Regions from separate parts of the Mus musculus genome. Here region 1 is linked to region 2. Evidence: chromatin contacts called from public Hi-C data. All regions are on one chromosome and are shown on one strand. Each heading gives the region's core, a stretch centred on a gene start, on an enhancer-like site or on the middle of the called end of the contact. The rest is flanking DNA. Distances are from core to core; before and after follow the strand shown.

Region 1 (5,099 bases), core at 2,241-4,740, 390 kb before region 2:
CTCCTTCTGTGGGCCTGGGCTGGGGGCCACCACTGCCATGCAGTGGAGAGGCAAAGGCAGAGGCCCAGGAATGAGGCCTTTTCTCAACGATTCTGTTTATCAGAGAACTGGCTTGGTGTTTGTCAGGGATGCTGTATGGTTCTCTGAGAGCTCCCCTGGAAAACCTTACCTCCATTCGCATTGGGATTGCTCCCAGAGAGCGCTCGGTGGGCAGCAAGAACATGCTCACACACTTGCCAAGCATATCCAGAACCAAAAAGGCTGGCGGAAAAGATCCTGGTCTGACTGCCCATGCACACCCTGAGGCTCCAGCAGGTTGACTGTGTGCCTGAGCTGGAGATCTGGCTCACCGTGTCCCCGAAGCAGCTAGGCAATTGACATTGCCCTATGTGACATTTAAGTGCCTTTCAGAAATGCCTTATATGGTGAGAAGCCAAATGGTTTATGTCGGCGTGGCAAAGGTCCTGTGAGACTGAAGCCTTCAGGGAGCCTTTGTTACTGGCAGTGTTCTTTCTGAAGCCACCGGGCTCATTTCCACAGATCTTATTAAGGAGGAGGCTCCACACAACCTCACGGGCCAGTTTCAGCATGTGGAACGGTTCTGCTTGGAACCTGATTCTCTGCAACTAACCCTGGGCTTACTCACTGCAGTTTAACCAGATTCTGAAGGCATAGCCTTCCACCAATCTCGCAAACAATGAACGTCAACCTTCCGTTCCCGGAAGATCAGCTGTCCCCACAAGTCTTTATTCTATTATATTGCTATTAATATATTATAATTCTGTTCTGGGTGTAAGTTGGTTGTAAATTTGTGCTGTCCTGGGTCTATCAGAGAACAGACAGAATTTGTGCCTTCTAGACAAAGAAGTAGCCATGCTTTAAACTTTAGAGGCCTGTAGCCAAGGGTGTTAGAGACCATGTTACTCTCAAGCCACCTGCCTGGTGCTGAGCAGGTCCCAGGCATTGCTGGTTGCTGTGTGGGGCCTTGTGCTTTCTGTGCAGACCAATGTCAAAGACTCATGCTCTTGGGAGGCCCAGTCACCGTCCTTGAGTTCATATCCAGAAGTGGGCTCAGTCACAAACACTATAGCCATGAATATCACAGTCATAATTGATCATTTACTACTATTCAGCAAATCTTGCCTCTCAAATGCCAGAGGGGCTTTAAAGATCTCACTTTTTTTTTTCCAATTAAAGAGCAAATTGTCACAGACTTCCATGAGTGTATCATGCTCAAGATTGCTGTTAAAATACAGGAACACCTGGGCTGGAGAGATGGCTCAGTGGTTAAGAGCACTGGCTGCTCTTCCAGAAGTCTTGAGTTCAATTCCCAGCAACCACATGGTGGCTCACAGCCATCTGTAATGGGATCTGATGCCCTCTTCTGGTGTGCAGGTGTACATGCAGATAGAGTACTCATACATCTTTTTAAAATGCAGGAACACAGCCGAGCAGTGGTGGTGCACATCTTTAATCCCAGCCCTTGGGAGGCAGAGGCAGGTGGATTTCTGAGTTCGAGGCCAGCCTGGTCTACAGAGTGAGTTCCAGGACAGCCAGGGCTACACAGAGAGCCAGGCTACACAGAGAGCCCTGTCTTGAAAAACAAAAGAAACAAAAAATGCAGGAACACCCTTCCCAAAGCCTGAGGCCCCTTTCTGTGACTGTAAAAGGAGTCCTGAAATTCCACCTTCCAGGAAGATGAAGGTAACCCCTGAGCCCTGTGTGATGTGGGTCACCCATGCATAGAGCCAAATCCAGGCAAATTGACCGTAAGGATTAACCACCAAAGGTGCCTTTATATGTAAGAAGGTCATAGTAGGTCTTTGATCTCTTCTCCTTGCTTCTCTGTGGAGCTTAGGAACCCTGTAGAGTCTGGCTCGGGGACAGAGTTCCATTCCTGGGCACAGCCAGAGCTATCATTCTCTGCTGCCCCACCCAACCTAGGAAATGCACCATCCAGCCTCACAAAGAAGAAACCAAAGAAACAGGAAATAAAGGGTTTGCCATCCTTTGGAAGGGAGCGATATCTACCAAGTGTCCTTGAGTCCAAAGCCTCTGGCAGGACCCTCGTCCCAGCCTATGATGGGAGCCACACTAGTATGTCTGAAAATGTAGAATCCTAGGCATGTGGAGCATGCCTTTAATCCCCGTACTTGGGAGGCAGAGGCAACTGGGTGTGTGAGAGTTCGAGACCAGCCTGATCTACATGATGAGTTCCAGGACAGCCAGGGCTACATATTGAGACCTTGTCTTAAAAAAAGAGAAAGAAAGAAAGAGAGAGAGAGAGAGAGAGAGAGAGAAAGAAGGGAGGGAGGGAGGGAAGGAGGAAGGAAAGAAAGAAAGAAAGAGAGAGAAAGAGAGAGAGAGAAAGAAAGAAAAAAAAGGAAGGAAGAAAATGAAAATGAAAAAAGAAAAAGAAAAAAAGAAAGAGAAAAAGAAAGGAGAACTCCAAAATCAAGGAAGCAGCCAGCAGAGAGCTTTCACAGAAAGCCCAGGTCTTTCTGGCTGCCCCAAGCCCCTCTCTTCTTATAAGTCATTCTGAAGTTAGGGCAAGCCTTGGGTAATGAGAAGCCCGCCTCTTTTCCCATTGAAGTTCATTGGCTGGTGAGAAGAAAGAGGAGGGATCTCTTTAGGGTTGTGTAGGTTGGGTGATAGAGGTTGGGAGACCAGGTGATGTCTCAATTATTTACATTCTAGTCAAGCATCCCAAGAACATTGTAACTATTCATCAAACAAAATCCAGTGAGCCCTCTGGGTACCACAAGGTAAAGACCAGACGTGGAGAAAAGGGACAGAGAGGAGAAAACTTGGAGAAGCAGAGCCATGAGATTGAAGCACAGACCTTTGGGGAAATGTCCCATCTGGTAACTGCTTATCATGTTCTCGCTTAAGAAACAAAGCCATGTTGTATTTGCCTTCAACACTTTCAAAGATGGAGAGATGCAGCTAAGCTGGGTCCTGAATTACTGTCAACTTGATAGTAAAATATTGTATTACAGCTTCCCAGAGAGATTGGCAGTGGTATGTGTATGTGTGTGTGTGTGTGTGGGGGGGTAATCCTTGCAAATCCAGAAGAAAAAAAATTCCTATCTTTCCCAGCCACAGGGACTAAACATTGGAGGTAAAAATGTCCATTCCCTGCCAAGAAGGCCAGATTTGCTAACCTTTCATCGGTGATTAAATATGTAAACAGGTCCTGGGCAAGCCCTTGGCAAATCATTAATGAGAGAAAGCCTTCCTCTCGTGACAGGCCCGGCCCATTTATCAACCTCCACACCCATTCCCAGCCCTGTTTGGTGGCCACAGGACACAGGGCTCTCTACCTTGACAAAGTCTCTGCTCCTTAGGCACCTGCTACACTTTGATAACAATAATAAAATGTACATAGTTCGCTACAGTTTGCCAAGCCATGCATTTATTTACTGAACTCCTCAAACCACCCAGAAATAGGCTTGGCTAGGCTTCAGTCACATGACACAACACACCTTTATCTCTTGTTTGCACAAAGCCCGTGGCTTGTTTGGGTGACTCTCCAGGGCAGTGGCTTCCAAGGGTGGCTCAGAATGCCAGCTATTTGGACTTGAGGTACCTCTGTTTCATCAATCCACAATTAATGAGGCAGGAAAGGAAGCTAAGAAGGTCTCGCCATGGGAAGCAAGTGTTTTGGCCAGAAGGCGCATAGTCTTTCTGCTCCCAGGCGCTTGGCCAGAACTAGTCTCACGGCATTATCTAACTGCTGTACAGATGGAGAAATATAATCCTCTGTGCTCAGAGAGGAGAGGAGCAGACTTAGGCAAGTGCTAGAATCTTCCACCATGGGGAGTGATTCTAGGTGAACCAATATGCTCTCTGAGACCCTTCAGTCTTGTCAGGCTGTTGGAAGAGGGATGAATACAGTCAGAGGGAGGAAGCATCCACAGCGGATCCCTAGAGGAGAAAAGATGATATCTCAGCAAAGCCAAGGCTGCCTTAGAGATGGAAAAGTGGAGAGGACAGGCCCAGAAGAGGCAGAGCTGATGGATCAGAGGTTTAGAGATGCAGGGTCAGGAAAAAGGTTCTCTTTAGTTGACAAAGACTTAGGCAAAGGATGAGAAGGCGGAGGAGCTAGGGGGGATGACAGTTGATTGAGCATGCCCCCCAAGGGGCGGGGCTTATCTCGAGGGGAGGAGTCTCACCCAGAGCTTCTTCCTGAATGGTGAGGCCATCAGGACCATCACATCGATAAATGAGGTCCCCTCCGGTTGTCAATCACATTTTATTTGTTTGGTAGCTGGTGTGTGCAAGAACCCGCCATGACACATTTCCTGACCTTGCAGCGTGTATACTTTGACCTAGGGTAGGAACTTGACCAAGTGCTGTGGATTCCATTGGGAAATCAGAGAAGGGACCAGGGCTGGTTTCGAGGGTCAAGAGTGTAGGGAGAGAGGACAGCTAAGTTGTGAACAAAGGTAGAAAGGCGAGCAAACCTGTGCACATTCTGAGAATCCCCTGATCAGGGAACCTGAAGGAGAACAGGAGTAAGGCTAGAAGGGTAGGGTCTAGGCTTAGCGGGGGCCCCTTAGGCGTCCTTCGGGACTGGCTTAGACCAGCCCATTCAAAGCCTGGAGAATGGCCTTAGAGACCAGTCAACCAGTCCCAGAAGGGCGTTCCTACCTCAAAATACAGCCCCGGGTCCCTGAGAGGGAACTGCTACACCCCAGAGACCAGAAGAGCCGTCCTCCTGAGCAGCCCCAGCCAAAGTTGGCTCCACTATATGTCCTCTCTCTCTCTCTCTCTCTCTCTCTCTCTCTCTCTCTCTCTCTCTCCTCCCCGCAGTGTGGGAACTGGAGTCCCAGGGGTGTAATTGAAAGCCAAATGGGGCAGCTTATTTGAACAGGTTTTCTGTTCAGGCTCCTAAACTTCTCTTTGCACTGTGGGTTTCTCAGTACAGCATTTCAAATGTATACAGCCCCTAAACCTTAGAAGTCTCAGGTGGGGCAAGCATTTGACTGAATGTTCTTAACTTTCACAAACACCAGCTTACAGAAGAAAAATGGAGGTGGGAGTGGGGTGGGGTGGGGTGGGGTGGGCCCATACTGGGAAAAGGCATTTGAAACTCC
Region 2 (5,045 bases), core at 1,219-3,718:
CAGAGCGACCAACTGAGATGGACAATGCTTGTAGGCTTCCAGAGCTTGCAGGCACAATTGGTGGATGAGCGTAGAGCTCTGCAGAAATTATTTCAGGGAACAGGAAGCAGCCCTGACTGGGTGACAGGGAAAGGAGGCCTCCACCCCACTGCCCAGCAAGATGACTGTCACCTCTATGTGGTGATCTGAAGGAACAAAACCCGAGTAAAACAAAATGCCAAGTGCTCAGTCTCCATGGCCACATTCCAAGGGCTCAGTTGCCACTGATGGTGTAGTGTAGTTAAGGTTTGAATGGAAAGGACAGAGGAGGTGCCTAAGATCCAGGAAGCTTCAGGAAACTTAGAAGGCTTGGAACTTTATAAGATTCACCCCCGCTCCCATTTTATATGCAGTAAACCCTTTCTGGAGAGGGGAGACTCTTCTATAGAGCTACCTGCAAATTGGGCAGCGAGCTCTAGGGGTGCAGCTTCCTTTGATTCAATTATACTCAGTTTGTCAAGTAACCCCGATAAAAACTCTTTGGTCTCCAAGCTAGACTTGGGTAAAATATTTGATTGTTGGTAGTGTCCTGTCTGGGGTGAAATGCCCTTGCTCATGTCTGCCCAGGAGAAGCCTCATAAACCGACGGCCAAGACAGTAAGACATTTCCATCCTCTTAAAAAGTTCTGTTTGAATCAGGGCTGTTGTGCTGGTATTTCTATATTGATTTCATGCTGAAGTAATTTTTGCCTTATTGAGTTAAGCAAGATATTAACACCAACTTCACTAGTTTATGAGCGCGCGTGCACACACACCATAGGTAGTAGGAAGTTGAAAATTACTAGTAATATCCATATTCCTATTGATCCCTGTACTGGCTAGTTTTGTGTCAACTTGGCACAGGCTGGAGTTATCACTTGACACAGGCTGGAGTTATCTCAGAGAAAGGAGCTTCAGTTGGGGAAATGCTTCTACGAGATCCAGCTGTAAGGTATTTTCTCAATTAGTGATCAAGGGGGGAGGTCCCCTTGTGGGTGGTGCCATCTCTGGGCTGGTGGTCTTGGTTAAGAGAGCAGGCTGAGAAAGCCAGGGGAAGCAAGCCAGTAAAGAACGTCCCTCCATGCCTCTGCATCAGCTCCTGCTTCCTGGCCTGCTTGAGTTCCAGTCCTGACTTTCTTGGTGATGAACAGCAGTATGGAAGTATAAGCTGAATAAACCCTTTCCTCCCCAACTTGCTTCTTGGTCATGATGTTTGTGCAGGAATAGAAACCCTGACAATCCCGTATACCCATTTTATCTGGATATAGAAGCACCCCTCCATTTATTTAGTAGTTATGTAAACTAGCACATCCACTCAATGGTATTGGGTTCTTTGATGGCTTGAAAACCATCAAAGTGACAGAGGCAACCCCAGATAGCAGGACAAGTGTAACTCTGAGGAAAGAAAATCCAGGGTCAGATATCTGCTGCATCTTGCCAATATAGTGGTTCTTAACCTTCCTAACACTGCGACCCTTTAGTACAGTTCCTCATGTTGTGGTGACCCCCTAGCCATAAAATTATTGCTACTTCCTAACTGTACTCTTGCTACTGTTATGACTCATAATGTAGACATCTGATATGCAGGATATCTGCATGTGACTCCCAAAGGGGCTGAGACCCACAGGTTGAGAACAGCTGCTCAATTAGCTGGTGAACTGGGGGACCTTGTGTTTCTCATCTGAAAACTGTATGTGGTGAGAGATTGGTTACAGAACATTGTTGGAAATTTTTTTTGGGGGGGTTGCATTATGCCTAGGGGGTCCTGGCTCCTGGTCAGCCTTAGTGAATGGCAGCCAGTGTTAACACTAGACCATCAGTTTTGGTATGGAAGAGATCTACTTCCCTGGCCTCTGATCACCCACCATCTTTGCTGCTACCTTCACCATCCCCTCTCAGACCTCTAGCAAGCCTCTAGACACAGCTGGGGGACTTACCTGCTGGTAGCTGCTGGCCCAGGAGGCGCGGAGGGCATCCCAGCCTCCAGAGCTCTTGGCCTTGCTCTCCAGGTGAGCCCGCAGTTGTGTTTCCAGTTCCTGGCTGACTTGCTCCAGAGCATGCACCTTGGTCATATATTCCACTAGGCAGCCCCCCAGGTCCTCAACAGTAGTGTGATCCCTTTCTGGGCCCGGAGCAGGCACGTTGGCAAGGCCTGAACTCCGCAGGCCCTGTAGAAAGACACTGCTGATGCCCAGGGCCCGGCGGGTCACTCGGGCACCGAGACCACCTATGCCACCACTGGGTGCGACTCCTACATAGACCCCAGGGGCACGGACGAGGCTACCCACAGCACTGGTCCTGGATGCTGGGGGGCTATCCAGGGAGGATGGAGAGTGTGTTCCCCTGAGGGATGACACCCTGTGCCTCTGCACGGGCATGCTGGAGTTGGTTCCCGAGGGCAAGTCCGCTGCCACTCTCCTCTTGCTCATCCTCTCTGCCTCTGTGGTGCCTGGCAGGTTTACAGGGTCCAGGGGCTTTTGGTTGCCAGCCCCAGCCTGGTCATGGGCCTCTCTGGAAGCTTCCCTGTCCCGTGTTCTTTGTCTACTGCCTTCCATGAGCTTCGGGCATTCATTGAGCTGGAAGAGAACCGCCCCACCAGCCTGTGAGAGGCACACAGGCATTCTCTGTTGCTGGGTCATGTGCCCAGCCGTCCAGACTTTTCTGGGGTGGGGGTGGGGGTGGGGGTGGGGTGTAGCAGTGCAGCCTGTGGGAATGGATCATCTAGATTTGCCTATTTCTTTTTAGAAATGGTCTCTAATGTAGATAAGCCTCAAAATCCTTATGCAGCCAGGATGACTTTAAATTTTTGATTCTTCTGCCTCCAATTCCTGCAATAGAATCCAGGGTCTCATGCATACTATGAACCCCAGTCCATGGCTTTTATTATGTCACTACCACAGAGAGGGCCAGGCAGGCAACAAACTGTCCCTACTTCACTGGTGAGCAAACAGGCTACAGAACCTTAGATGACACGTGTTCTGATATCCATATCTCACACTACAAGCTGGGACTCCGTGTAAGGGCCTCTGGGCTAATTACAGAGGATGTCCGCATCTCTTTGTGTATGCATGTGTGCAGGTGTGTGCGCGCACAAAGGAGCCAGCCATGGAGGAAGGCAGCCCCACAGGCCCAAGGGAAACAAAGCAAGCCTGGTCATGCTTTCTTCCTTCAGGTCCAGTAGCCATTCCAGGCCCCTTCCAGCTCCGTCCTCCCCTCCCCCTCATGTCTGCCCTCTGACACTCTGCTTGTCAGCAGCTGGCCGTTGGCCATGTTTCTTCTCCTCTAGACCTTGTGGTACATGCTGCTTGATTGCTAACTCTGACACAGCCAGCAGACGTTTTAGGACCTGAGCTGCAGGGCAGCTGTTAGGCTCTGGTCTCCCTTCCACCTCTGTCACACCCTTTAATAAAACCAAGAAGGGAGAACAACAAAGGGATTTCTGGAAAGTACCCAGGGGTGCTCCAAGTTTGGGTTTTTTCAGCACCTCAGGTTTTTCTTTTCTTTTTATTTTATGTACATTGGTGATCTGACTGCATGCATATCTGTGTGAGGGTGTCAGATCCCCTGGAACAGGAGTTACAGATGGTTGTGAGTAGGCACCTCAGGTTTTAATCCTGGCCTTTGGCATCTTCCAAGTCACACTGTCAATGGTTATATCCCAATCACTTTGGGGGGCTAGAATGGTCCCTTCAGCCTGAGCATGACATAGCCCTAAAACACCATGTGCTGAGTGAGGTTTTAGTGTATTGAAAGCATGCACCCCAAGTCCAGAGATGGACCTTGGATTCCTTGATCCTGTAATGTGAGAGTTGACTCCAGGCAAGAGAAGGCAACAGGAATCAATTTCTGGTGGGTACTGAGTATATCCAATTCTGAGCATAATTCCATTTTCTGATTTTTTTTTTCAGTTCAACTTTAGAACTCGGGAAAATAGACAGTTGACATGTACTGCTGTTTGGGGTGCATAATGTACAATTTCAGAAGGATTATCTCATAGGTACTATTATTTCCCTTTGTGATAAAAGACCCAGGGATCCCATGGCCAGAATGTACAGAGCTGAGAAAGCCTCTTTAATCCAGAATGTATAAGGTTGTCTCTGGGAGTTACCACTCACCAGGGTTACATGGCTGCTCATCTGCTAGAATTTTGTGTGCTTTTAGTTTCCATTCTTTATGAAAACTGCAACATTTCTCCTCCCGTTTTGTTTACTCGAGACAATGTAAGAGGGACTTTGTTACTTTTGTGTGTTTATGTGGAGACCGCAGATCAACTTTAGGGCCATCCTCAGGGGCTGTCGACCTTATTGAGACAGGGTCCCCTGTTGGTCTGGAACTCCCCAATTAGGCTAGACTTGTAGGTCAGTGAGCCTCAGGGATCTGCCTGGCTCTGCCTACCCAGTGCTAGACACAAGTGTCGCCACACCCAGGTTCTGTACATGGGTTCTGGGGATCGAATTTGGATCCTGATTGTAAGATACTTTACTAAGGTACCTCCCTACATCTCAGGCGACACAAGATTAAACATCGGTGTTGTTTATCTGATTAACAAATTAAGGAGCCAATTGAATCAAGTAAAGGCCAGTCAGTAGTTATAGGCTGTAGCTTACACAGATGGTGGCATTCTTCCTCTGCAGCTCCCATGATGCACTGGGGCTGGGTTATGGTAACTGCCTCCTAATCCAGGTGGTACTGCTGGGCTCCATGGAGCTGCATTTCAGTCGGTTCTGGGATGGATTATCCAAGGCCTAGTGCAGGGTTCAAGCTACTGATTATAAAGGTGCCATGAGTGTCTAGGCACTGTTACTGTGCAGGGCATAGTAATGACTAGTGGTTTTAGACACTCTCAGACCCAAAGACATTTACTTTAAATCTACCCAGTCCTCTGGAGCTGGGAACAGGCAAGGGGAGACACCTGGATGGACACCAATGTTTCAAAGACGTGAAAAGAGCAGACTCTCCCTTGGGAAACTCACCCTCTTGTTCTAAAAGATCTCACCAACCCTGTTTTCTCATCACACTGTAAAGTT

What was found. Hi-C and Micro-C count contacts between places; a contact is called where the count stands out from the background.
Region 1: a contact with region 2 is called in a Hi-C map of liver, with 2.8 times the contacts expected there. The contact joins the enhancer-like site here to the promoter of Bfsp2 in region 2. A contact is called at or near these places in 1 of 39 promoter capture datasets (pre-B cells), 3 of 484 Hi-C or Micro-C datasets (the N1E-115 cell line, cortical neurons and liver) and 1 of 115 datasets of contacts at active chromatin or transcription factors (memory CD8 T cells).

What each region holds. Positions count from the first base shown.
Region 1 is chr9:103,087,056-103,092,154 of GRCm38.p6, forward strand. Slco2a1 (solute carrier organic anion transporter family, member 2a1) reads left to right here. Exons shown (of 14, transcript NM_033314.4): 14 at 1-1,210. Among named protein-coding and RNA genes, the nearest start is that of Rab6b, 22 kb to the right of the region's middle. Within about 2 kb of position 3,491, at least 49 of the 459 cell types and tissues checked have an H3K27ac peak or open chromatin away from gene starts, as enhancers often do. A contact at or near this core is called in liver, where this site is marked.
Region 2 is chr9:103,477,780-103,482,824 of GRCm38.p6, forward strand. It overlaps Bfsp2 (beaded filament structural protein 2, phakinin), which reads right to left and starts at 2,469. Exons shown (of 7, transcript NM_001002896.3): 1 at 1,956-2,469. The coding sequence starts at 2,447. The region is part of intron 2 of Gm16252 (a long non-coding RNA gene); the gene reads left to right.